Regions from separate parts of the Mus musculus genome. Here all the other regions are linked to region 2. The links are chromatin contacts, called in public ChIA-PET and promoter capture Hi-C maps. All regions are on one chromosome and are shown on one strand. Each heading gives the region's core, a stretch centred on a gene start, on an enhancer-like site or on the middle of the called end of the contact. The rest is flanking DNA. Distances are from core to core; before and after follow the strand shown.

Region 1 (2,840 bases), core at 315-2,814, 88 kb before region 2:
TGTCAACTTGTCAGTAACTAGAATCATCTGAGTCTCAACAAGGGACTTGATTTTATTGGCATGACCTGTGGCCATGTCTATGGGAGACTGTATTAATTAAGTTAATTTTGTGGGAAGTCCCAGCCTAATGTGGACAATACTATTATTCCCTGATTTGGGGCCTTGGACTGTATGAGAATAGAAAAAGCTATCTGATTCCTGAGCCTTTGTGGACTCATTTCTCTCCACCATTGACTGAGGGTATAATATGACCAGATACTTGAAGTTTCTGTCTTAACTTCCTTACAATGATGACCTGTAATCTGGAACTGTAAGCTAAAATAAACTTATTTCTGGCCTTTGTCATGGTGTTTTATCAACACAATAGAAATGAGATTAGTGACCTTTTTTTTCCCAGATCCCACCATGGAAAAAAGGAACCAACTTGTCCTCTGACCTCCATGTTTTTCCAACCACACACCATATAAACATCATCTCCACCACTGTCATCATCATCATCATCATCATAATGGAAAGTTTACCCTTTTAAATAAATAAATTCTAACTCTCAGTATAATGAAGGGAAAGAAAAAAGGGAAGAAACATTTTTGAGGTCTAACATGTCAACACATTGTGGTCTGATGTTCCTTTATGAATGTAGTGTGTGGTATTTGAGAGAAAGTCAATCTAGCTATTTGCAACATATATGGTATTATGGTGTAATACACTTATGTTCTGTTGTCATTGAGCATCTTGGAATTCACTGATAGTTTTCTACATATTTTCTATATACGTATTATCATCATGGGCCCAGTGTTGCCATTGTCTGTATAATTTATCAATGTCTTAAACAGCCTTAAGTCCATTTCATTTCACTTTAGATAGTGCTAAAGTAAACTGTAGGTTCTCAATAACTTTTGTTTGGTTTTGGTTTTGGTTTTGGTTTTCAAGACATGGCTTCTTATGTTGCCCTGGCTGTGTTAGAACTCTGAGATTTGCCTGCTTCTGCCATCAGAGTGCTGGGATTCAAGGCATATGCCCCCACTCTCAGTTCTCTCAATAACTTTCTAATATATCTGTTTCCCTGTCTTCTCCTCCTCTCTCAGAAACTTAGCAATAACATACTTAGCTATGTTCAATGCCCACATCCTATTATTACACTGGCCACATCCTGTACTAACAAATTGAACTTATTAATTATCATATTATGGGGCAGGAGGGGAGACTAGACATTGTCAAAGCTGAGCAAAGAGAAAACAATAGCTTCTGGTTTCAGTATTTATCATAATCAGCGGCCATACACCTTGATGACTTCTCATTTTTATCAAAGCATTTCAGGAATTTCAAATGGTTAAATGGGGACTTTTTTACTCTACCATTTTTGCCTTTGACTAGTTCTGCCTGAACACAACCCACACTGAATGGCTTAGCCTTCTGGGATGTGAGAAAGCATGCAACGGCCCTATCACATCACACGCCTCACATGGCTGTCAGTCAGGATAATCACATAACCACATACTACTGTGGGAAAGTGCTGACAGGACCAACAGGAAGGGCAGGGAGCCACATGATGAGCACCGAGAAGCAGGCTGAGCACACCACGTTAACTCACACTGTGTTTGCATGCCGCACTTTCCCAGTGTGCCCATGGTCACTTTCCTAACTGAGCATGACACTGCTTCTGCAGTTTGCTAGAATAACAGTGAGCAGGCAGAAAGCTTTCAGAGACAAAAGACGATATTAGGAGATGGGCTGGCTTGCATGATTGATTTTAAGCTGCTGTTTCTACTTTAGAATCATGAATAGCAGTGATGAGCAGTTCTCAAAATCATTTGAGCACTCTATTTTTATTGAAATAAACAACCGGTCTTGCTCATACTGTTTAACTTACTGTAACAAGCTCTGTGAAAACTGGCTGCTGTTCAGAGAATTGTCATTCTTGTCTTAGGGCTGAGTGAACTAGATCACTCAGAGGACTTTCATGGGGATTTATCCAAGACCATATGCCTACCCACAACTCTGCTCACATCTGCTCTCATGTCCTCTGCTTCCAGCTTCTGTGACCTCTCTGCCACCCCTTCTTTCTCCACACTAGTGCTGAGTGATGTAGTCTGCATTTCTCTGAGGAAAGCTCCTTTTTTCTTTTTCTTTTCTCTTTTTCTTTTTTTTCTTTTTCTTTCTTTTTTTTTTTTTTGGTTCCATTACATTTCCTATTGCAGCACATTGTTCTACCACACCCTTCCCCTAACTCCTAGTAAGTGACAAAAGGAAGCAGCAAACACAGGCAAAGGTCAGCCCTACTTTAAGAAGAAGAAAAGTACAGCCACAGCATTTCCAGAATATCTGTCTGGTATCATTAAAACATGGTTCTCACATGCATTTGCTAGGCTCAAGAGAAGGGCATATCGTCTACAATTTGAGTATTGACCACGTGGGGCAATTCCCACCAGACTCTGTTCTTCTGTTCAATTCTGTTCAAAAATCTGATGTGTGTCTTATGAAACAATTATTGATTTAGAATTGTCCTGTTCTGTCCTATTCATGTTGTGTATCCATATACCTGAAAATATTTTTATATATAGTTTTCAAATAATAGAGATATGGCTTTGTAACTGTGTTTTCATTTGTTTAAACTACATTTCATTCAGTGAGGGGGTATACATGTGTGTATACATGTGCATTTGCCATGTCACAAAGGTAAAAATAACTTTCAGAAGTCAGTTCTCTCCATCCACCCCCTAAGTTCCCAGGACCAAACTCAGATTGGGAGACTCGGCAACAAGCACCCTTTCTAATGAAATATCTCATTAACCCGAAAGAATTACATCTTACAACTTTTGGAGTCTCTACAAGACCCAGTC
Region 2 (2,795 bases), core at 226-2,725:
GGCCAGGAACAATTTTAACTACCCCAAATTCCATGTTCCAACTGGAAGCAGTTCTGTGAAGTTTCACAGAACAAGAAATCAAGGTAAGTGTAAAATCCATTGTTATAGTTTATTAAAGCACGCCAGAGAGACAGGTACAGCAAGATGAGGGAAGTGTTACTATAGTCTCAGGGTGTTATCTTATTGCATTCTTAGCTTTTGGTTGGTGGAAGCTAGTGGCCTGTTTAGTCAATAGATTCCAAAAAGTTTTTAATCTTCTAGTCACAAGACGTTAGTTCACACATAGAGTTGGACAAATAGCTAGTGTTCTGCAGTGCTAGATCTAGCCTAGATAAGGTAATTAGCCTCTGGATGGACCTGCAGCAATCCAAGCTTCCCACTATAATGCAGTTCTAGTCAATGTCTCGGCAGACGCAGCTTCTTCTTCCCTTTCTCCTTCACAACTGTTAACACATTAAACGTAAAATGAGCTCATACTGCCATTATTTTCAAAGAGGAGAAAAACAATTTTTAAAATCCGGTGAATACACCTTTTAGATATGGAATCCTGGAGGCACGCTGAGTTCTTTCTTTTTGAGACAGGGTCTCTCTACAAAGTCCTGGCTGTCCTATGTAGATCAAACTAGACTTGAACTCATGGAGATCCACCTGCCTCTGCTTTCCCAGGGCTGAAATTAAGGCATGGGCCAATGTTCTGCCAGGATGAGTTCTTTTAAAAAATGCAGACTCCAACCAACATTCTTAAAGAGAATTTCTTTTAAAGACATAAACATACAAGTGTTTTAACTGCTCCCCTCCGCCCCCCAATAACGGAGATGGGTGAAGGCGTTGTCGGAGCAGATTAATTAATTAATTAAGGTGATTAATCGCTCTGACAGTGTCCACCCTCACCTTTTAACTTTGGATAAATACCAAGTTGGATGCACTCCCTGTGCTGACTCAAAGACACCTGGAGAGACTCAAAACATCTTTTCTGGCCCAGCCCCTTTCCCCACTAGTCTCTGCATGGCTGAGTGAGGCCTTGCCCAGTCCGGGGAATGGTGGAGCGGCGCTCTTTAAGAAGGGAGGCTGAACATGGCCAGGGGGAGCGCCAGGCGAGCGGCCGGAGCACCTAAGGTTTGTGGGAGTCTTTGGGTGGCCGCGATGCGGGGGCCGAGGCCAGATGCACCCGAGACAGTGCGAGGACGTGAGCTCAGGTAGGTTCTCGCGGCCGGACTTCCCTGAGACCCGCAGGCCTGAGGTAGAAGCCTCCCCTCTTCTGCTCCGCAATCCCAAGAGCGGGCACCGAGAACGCACCCCGAGCCCCGAGCCTAGGCCTCGTGAGGACCCGGACCGCAGCGCCGCGGCCCTGCGCATCCCTCTCCGTGGACCCGCCCCTCGCCGCGACTCCACCAATCGGCGGCCTCGTCCACGCGCCGCACCTGGTGGGCGGAGCCGCGCGTCGCCGTCGCAGCGCCCGGTCCCGCCCCCAGCGCGGCGCTCATCACTCGCTGCGCCGCCCTGCCGCCGGCGGGGAGGAGCGGAAGCCGCTGGCCGGGGACAGACTCCCGCGCCTGTGAGCCGCGGTGCAGGCAGAGCGCGCGCCGGGACCAGCCCGCGGTCGGCCCTCCCGGAGGACGGCAGCCGCTCTCCATGCCTGTGTGGTGCTGCCGCTGCTCCCTGGCCGGTCATTTCAGGTGACTTTCCCCCCGGGATGGGTCGGAGCTGGCTCTGCAGCGTGTGCTCCTCGGCCGCCGCCCGCTGGGCCGGCGCTGCTCGGAGCTCCGTGGACCCCGCTCTTTTCTTGTCCCCTCTTCTTGTTCCTGGACCGCGCGGGTCACAGGACGGCGAGAGTGGCTAGGCCGGCGGTGAGTCGGTTACATGTAAATGGTAAATTTGAAAATCTGTGAAGAGCCTCCTTTGAATTTTTGATCTTTTAAAAATCTAATAACATAAGTTACTGGCTTGAAGGGAAGTGGAGAAGAATGTGTCATGTAGTGACAGTGGGTCGTGACTTACTAAGGTATGAGTGATGTAAAGCCATGTTAGAATGGAGAAATTTAGGAAGTGGCAGTTTTATACTCAAATTATGATGAAAGTTTCTTACGGTGAGAAAAACAATAGTTTCAAAGATGAATGAACGTATGTTCTAGATTCAGAACAATTGACCAACACTTCGGGGAATTACAGAATAAGATCAAAAGTACAAGAAACTGGATGGGATGAAATGTTACGTTTAGTAAGGACTCTGGGAACTGGCTTTACATGTGTGAATGTTACAGAATAAACTGATAAAGACTTGTTTAATAGAGGCTCATAGAATTTAGGTGAAACATTAACTTGGGTGGAAAGGATATTAATATCATTTCTAAAAATACTAACATTGCTTTCTTTACTAATGTGAGCCACAAGTCACAGTATTTGTGACTGTCATCAATACAAATCACAGAGCTTATTTTATGTGATATAGATAAATGTCGTGTGTATTTAATAACCTTCACAGAAGAGGTTAAAAAAGAATGTGAGGTGCAGAGAAATCAGACTCCTGCTGTAATAGCAACGACCTAGGTCTGCCCAACCTCCTGAGTTTGTAAGGAGACTTTAAATTCTAGATCTAGAAAAGTTTTATGCCAAAGACTGCTGGATTCTATGTTCTAGACAGATTGTTGTGTATGTACACATCGTCCACTTTGAGTATTGTAAAAAGCAGGCTGGAGTGAAAATTTGAAGCCTCTTGGGGAGCTACATTTCTTTTAGAAAATAACCCTCTGAAAGTCTCCTGACACCTTTGGGGTACTGTTGAGCGGTAAGGGGAG
Region 3 (2,700 bases), core at 67-2,566, 68 kb before region 2:
GCAACCAGTGAACACTGTGTAGATGGTAGACGCAGAAGGAAATTGTTGGTCTAGACTTGGGTGTGTCTTTTCAACAGAGAAGAGTTACCACACAGCCAGCAGTGCCTCCTCAGCAGTGGGAGCTATGACATGAGATGCCTCACCGACACATTCTTTTGAATTTGCTATCAAACTCTATGTATCTCACTATTACTCATGCTTTCACATTAATTCCTTGTCTATGTTAATGTGCTTGAGCTATCAGCATGTCTTGGGGAGTTATTTTAAAACCTTTAATTTCTCAAAGCACATGCACAAAAGCTAAAAGGAAAGGAGTCACATCAAGAATAAAATGAGATTCTTCTTGGACAGACCTTAATGAAAAATACTAAGAAGGCCAAGCTGTAAATGACCCTTTACTTCTGAAGAACTCTTCAAGGTTGGAGACAGTAGACAAAAGGAATTCCCTATTGTTAGTGATGGTGATACAGTATTTAATAGGAGGAAAAATTGAGTTGCAAAATGTTTCTCTTAATTATAGTTGTTTATTACATCTAAAATGCTTCTTTTTTATTAAGATCTCTAATGGAAAGTTCCAAGACTCAAAAGATAAAATAATATGTTTAGAAGGAACTAAAGTCCCATTGATAGCTGAGAAAAGACAAGGTCATATAGTTATTTTCATTATTAAAGTAAAGAGCTCTGAAAGGATTACCCACATCAGCCACAAACAGCTCTCAATAACCTGCTGAGGTTCAGACCACGGACAAACAGCTGAGATGCACATTTTGCATACCAAAGCAGACTTGGTCTCCAGGTTCCACCAGCATCCCACAGTCTCTACATGTTACAGGGCTACTGCACCCTCTCCCATGAACACTCAAACCCATGGGCTGGGCTTCCCCTTTCCCAGAAGCTCTTTAATATATTATCTAGACATTTTGGTGTCTCCCCCCTTCCCTTCCTCTCTACCTCCCTCCCTTCCTCTTTTCATCCCTCCCTCCCTCCCTCCCTCTCTTGCTCTCTCACTCTTGCTCTTGTTCTCACTCTCGCTCTCTGCATTTTCTCTCTCTCCTGGAGTATGCTCTTTTTCTCTTTCACTTCCCCATTCCCTTTGTCGCCTCTCCGCAGTGACTTCTCTGGCCTCTTTCCTTGGAAGGGACCAGTAAGCCAGCTCAAGAGTACTTTTATATACTTTAATCTGGATTGAATTGTCTCATTTCACCAGCAGAGAAATAGCTTACTATAACCTACAATAGATAACAAAGAATGGGAGAAGTACAAGAGAAATGAACACTGGCTGTTCTCATGAAAGAACAGGGAAGGAATCCTCTTCTAAGAGCCATTCTCTGGGTGAGGTTCCTGAGAGCCACCGTAGAGCTCACTGATAATTGCCTTAATGTTGCCTGAGTTAGTACATGCATTTACCCTTCTTCCTAAATCCTATAGATATGGCAGAGGAGGCAAATTTAATAAAAATAAACCTAGTACATTTTAGAAAATTTAGAGGGGCTTTTGGAAAAACTTGAGTACTTCATGGGCTATAGTGATGCTGGTACATAATGGCTAAATGTCCCCAAGTCCATACCATAAAGAACTTTGAAAGCAAAATATTTTCCCAACAGAATTATGCAGTCACCTCACAGTCAATATATAAGCTGGGATATCCAGCCTTTGGAGACCATATTGATGTCTACAGAACTGGTCAGGCTGCCACTGGGGTCCATACTGGTATCCATGACCCATGCTGCCCCAGAGGCCCTGCTGATGTCTGTGTCCTATGTTGCCTCCAATGGCTATCTATTATGATGGTGTCTGTGGCCCACGCTGCGGCAGGGGTCCATGTTGATGCCCATGCTTTGGGGTTCTGTACTGTCACTGGAGAGCATGCTGAGGTCTGTAGCACATGCTACCAACAGAGGGCTGTGGATGTCTGTGGTCTGTGTTGTCTCAAGAAACCTAGTGGAAGTCCATGATCCATGATGGTGCTGATTGTAAATGGCAGGGAAGGTTGTTTGTCTGTCTGTCTGTCTGTCTGTCTGTCTATTTGTTTGTTATTGCAGTAGTATCAATGACTGCAGACACATTAAAGGTCTCTGTGACAACCCCTAACCCCACTTCCCAAAATAAGTAACAGCCTAGAAAGGAAGCCATCAAAGAGAACTCTTAAGTTTTATGGCAAGGATGCTGAAATGTAGCTCCCCACAATTTATGGCTTCTACTGGGAGTAGGTGGGGAAGGGCTCAGTTTCCTTTAAGGGACAAGCTACTGGGTGTTTAACCATGCTCCCGTGAGCACATGGGTAACACAAATTGACTTTTGTTTTGTTTTCTTAATTTTCTTTTTCTTCTTTTTCTTTTTTTTGGAGGAAGGGTGTCACAAGGGTAATGGAGGTGGACCTTGGAAGACTGAGAAGCAAAAGTGATCAGGGTGCATTATGTGAAATTCCCAAGTAATCAGTACAAATATTATGTTAGGGGGGAAAAAGTGTTTAACAATTCTGATTTCTCTAAAACTATCTGTAACCTGTGTCCTCTACACTCAACCAACCAGGAAGGTGAAATGAAAAGCACCAAAAAGTAGAACTGAACACTACAGAAATACAACAGAGATCACCACTTAAAGTGCCCAGACAAGTAGGTTTAGTATCTGTAGAGTTTCTGGGGAGTTGGAAGTTCTGAACCTATAAAAGCAGAGTAAAGGTGGGCATTGAACATTAAG
Region 4 (2,700 bases), core at 25-2,524, 110 kb before region 2:
TTGTCAGACAGATGGTGTGCGTGGAACTCATTTCTGATTTGCATTCATGATCCATTTTTTTAAAGTAACAAGGCTACATATGTAAAGGTAGCAGTAGCATGATGAACAAATATGTTTATATTAAAGGCACTCTGTAATCATGATGGAAAACTTATATATAATATATGTGTGTGTATATATATATATATATATATATATATATATCACATCACTACAGGAAACAAGACACATTCTTAAGAAAGTATTTTTTTTAATAGCTGTGTGAGGGAGCCAGTCTTAGTCCTTGTTGACAGATTATGAACTCTGGATCACTTAGCAAGTAGCTAGCAGACCCAAGACTTGAGTAATGCCAGGCTCTTTGATGAATACTTTACTTTGGCGAATGTCACTCTATTATGTCATCATGAAGACCGTATTTCTGGCTGAAAGCTGACCTCTACTTATGACAGGCATTCCGTAAAAAGAACAATATGGAGTCCAGAAGCAAGGAAACGGGTGACATGAGTAATTTAGTTTGTCTTGTAGATAGAGTAAAAATGAAGAGATAAAAGATTAAGGAGGATTACAGTGATATCTGCAAGAATTCCTAGGGACTGGAGAGAGCTCAGTGGAAAGGGTGCTTACTGTTGTTCCAGAGCAATCATGCCTGATTCCCACACAGTGTCTCAGAACTGCCACGACTGCAGCTCCAAAAGATCTCCCACCCTATTCTGGCCTCCATAGACACCAAGCATGCACAGTGCATAGACATAAATGCAGAATAAAACACTTATACATACATATATTTTTAATTAAAAAATTAATCAATTTTTAAAAAATACTACATTTCACTAATATTACTTAGGCTTCTAAATTCAGGAGGAAGTAACTCTTAAAGAAGGCTATCATATACAAATTTTTGCTTTAGGAAGGTTCATCATGGCTGGAATTAGATAAAAAAATTAAATCTCTTGTTAGGGGGTGGGGGATGGGTAGGGCTAGACCATCACAGTGCACGTGTACAGATCAGAAGTCATCTTTGAGAGTCACTTATCTCCTTCCACTGTGGAGTCTGGGAATCAGATTTAAGTGAAGCAAGCGCCTTGACCCACTGAGCCACCGTGATAGCCCTGCAGAAGCCACTTGAAGTCAAGAGGAGGCTTGGAGTCAGGGCAGTTAAAAGGGAAAACAGGGAAGGTGGTGTGAGAAATTAGGGCAACTCCCTGACACCTTCTGACTGCTTACCTGAGCTGAGGGAGGAGGCCATAAAGCTGAGTGCTACATTGTTTAGCTATGAGCACTCACAGCTGTTAGAACTAAGGACTGAGTGCTGCATTGTTAAGCTGTGAGCACTCACAGCTGTTAGAACTAAGGACTGAGTGCTGCATTGTTAAGCTGTGAGCACTCACAGCTGTTAGAACTAAGGACTGAGTGCTGCATTGTTAAGCTGTGAGCACTCACAGCTGTTAGAACTAAGGACTGAGTGCTACATTGTTAAACTGTGAGCACTCACAGCTGTTAGAACTAAGGACTGAGTGCTACATTGTTAAGCTGTGAGCACTCACAGCTGTTAGAACTAAGGACTGAGTGCTACATTGTTAAGCTGTGAGCACTCACAGCTGTTAGAACTAAGGACTGAGTGCTGCATTGTTAAGCTGTGAGCACTCACAGCTGTTAGAACTAAGGACTGAGTGCTGCATTGTTAAGCTGTGAGCACTCACAGCTGTTAGAACTAAGGACTGAGTGCTGCATTGTTAAGCTGTGAGCACTCACAGCTGTTAGAACTAAGGACTGAGTGCTGCATTGTTAAGCTGTGAGCACTCACAGCTGTTAGAACTAAGGACTGAGTGCTGCATTGTTAAGCTGTGAGCACTCACAGCTGTTAGAACTAAGGACTGAGTGCTGCATTGTTAAGCTGTGAGCACTCACAGCTGTTAGAACTAAGGACTGAGTGCTGCATTGTTAAGCTGTGAGCACTCACAGCTGTTAGAACTAAGGACTGAGTGCTACATTGTTAAGCTGTGAGCACTCACAGCTGTTAGAACTAAGGACTGAGTGCTGCATTGTTAAGCTGTGAGCACTCACAGCTGTTAGAACTAAGGACTGAGTGCTGCATTGTTAAGCTGTGAGCACTCACAGCTGTTAGAACTAAGGACTGAGTGCTGCATTGTTAAGCTGTGAGCACTCACAGCTGTTAGAACTAAGGACTGAGTGCTACATTGTTAAGCTGTGAGCACTCACAGCCGTTAGAACTAAGGACTAAAGTGGGGCTAGGGTTAAGACAGATGATGATTAAGATTTACACCTTTTTTATGTTATGTTTGTTTGAGTCTTTGAGTCGTCATCAGTGCCCTTTGGGGAGGTGATGTGCAGTGAGCCTCTGAGAATGTTGAAGGGACTGGGTGTTCAATGGTGACAGAAAGATAATTACATAAGCTTGAAGTAGGATAAACAGTTGGAGCACTGAAATTGTTTTCTAAAGGAGAAAGTAGAAAACACATGTCAAGTACAGATTTATTACACTTAAAAGTCCATGTATTTGACAGATATACATAAGACATATTTAAAGTGGAAAAGGGGGAATTCACAGGGAAGAAGTATGAGACTGTGAGAAGATGGGAAATTATGATTTATAAGCATAGACCAGGCAAGCACTGATAGTAAGAAAAAAACATTCAGTATAAATGTTTATTACTCTAAAAAGTATTTGCAGGGCTGGCA

What was found. Promoter capture Hi-C pulls out the DNA fragments that hold promoters and counts their contacts. ChIA-PET counts read pairs in DNA pulled down with a chosen protein or histone mark.
Region 1: an RNA polymerase II ChIA-PET map of effector CD8 T cells shows a contact between it and region 2, with 74 read pairs. The contact joins the enhancer-like site here to the promoter of Osgin2 in region 2. A contact is called at or near these places in 2 of 39 promoter capture datasets (the C10 cell line and macrophages), 1 of 15 datasets of contacts at CTCF or cohesin (CD8 T cells), 4 of 115 datasets of contacts at active chromatin or transcription factors (CD8 T cells, bone marrow-derived dendritic cells, bone marrow-derived macrophages and 1 more) and 3 of 9 other capture datasets (adipose tissue, liver and macrophages).
Region 3: a promoter capture Hi-C map of macrophages shows a contact between it and region 2, with 7 read pairs. The contact joins the enhancer-like site here to the promoter of Osgin2 in region 2. A contact is called at or near these places in 2 of 39 promoter capture datasets (the C10 cell line and macrophages), 12 of 484 Hi-C or Micro-C datasets (B cells, the C2C12 cell line, CD4 T cells and 9 more), 6 of 115 datasets of contacts at active chromatin or transcription factors (CD8 T cells, bone marrow-derived macrophages, effector CD8 T cells and 3 more) and 5 of 9 other capture datasets (adipose tissue, bone marrow-derived macrophages, liver and 2 more).
Region 4: a promoter capture Hi-C map of macrophages shows a contact between it and region 2, with 6 read pairs. The contact joins the enhancer-like site here to the promoter of Osgin2 in region 2. A contact is called at or near these places in 5 of 39 promoter capture datasets (the C10 cell line, the HPC-7 cell line, hematopoietic stem and progenitor cells and 2 more), 1 of 15 datasets of contacts at CTCF or cohesin (CD8 T cells), 2 of 484 Hi-C or Micro-C datasets (bone marrow-derived macrophages and liver), 3 of 115 datasets of contacts at active chromatin or transcription factors (CD8 T cells, bone marrow-derived macrophages and microglia) and 2 of 9 other capture datasets (adipose tissue and liver).

What each region holds. Positions count from the first base shown.
Region 1 is chr4:16,100,880-16,103,719 of GRCm38.p6, reverse strand. No RefSeq gene overlaps it. Among named protein-coding and RNA genes, the nearest start is that of Ripk2, 61 kb to the left of the region's middle. Within about 2 kb of position 1,564, at least 76 of the 459 cell types and tissues checked have an H3K27ac peak or open chromatin away from gene starts, as enhancers often do. A contact at or near this core is called in CD8 T cells, bone marrow-derived macrophages, effector CD8 T cells and 1 more, where this site is marked.
Region 2 is chr4:16,012,568-16,015,362 of GRCm38.p6, reverse strand. Osgin2 (oxidative stress induced growth inhibitor family member 2) reads left to right here and starts at 1,475. Exons shown (of 6, transcript NM_145950.5): 1 at 1,475-1,676. The coding sequence starts at 1,633.
Region 3 is chr4:16,080,652-16,083,351 of GRCm38.p6, reverse strand. No RefSeq gene overlaps it. Among named protein-coding and RNA genes, the nearest start is that of Osgin2, 68 kb to the right of the region's middle. Within about 2 kb of position 1,316, at least 24 of the 459 cell types and tissues checked have an H3K27ac peak or open chromatin away from gene starts, as enhancers often do. A contact at or near this core is called in bone marrow-derived macrophages, hematopoietic stem and progenitor cells, macrophages and 3 more, where this site is marked.
Region 4 is chr4:16,124,860-16,127,559 of GRCm38.p6, reverse strand. The region is part of intron 9 of Ripk2 (receptor (TNFRSF)-interacting serine-threonine kinase 2); the gene reads left to right. Among named protein-coding and RNA genes, the nearest start is that of Ripk2, 37 kb to the left of the region's middle. Within about 2 kb of position 1,274, at least 8 of the 459 cell types and tissues checked have an H3K27ac peak or open chromatin away from gene starts, as enhancers often do.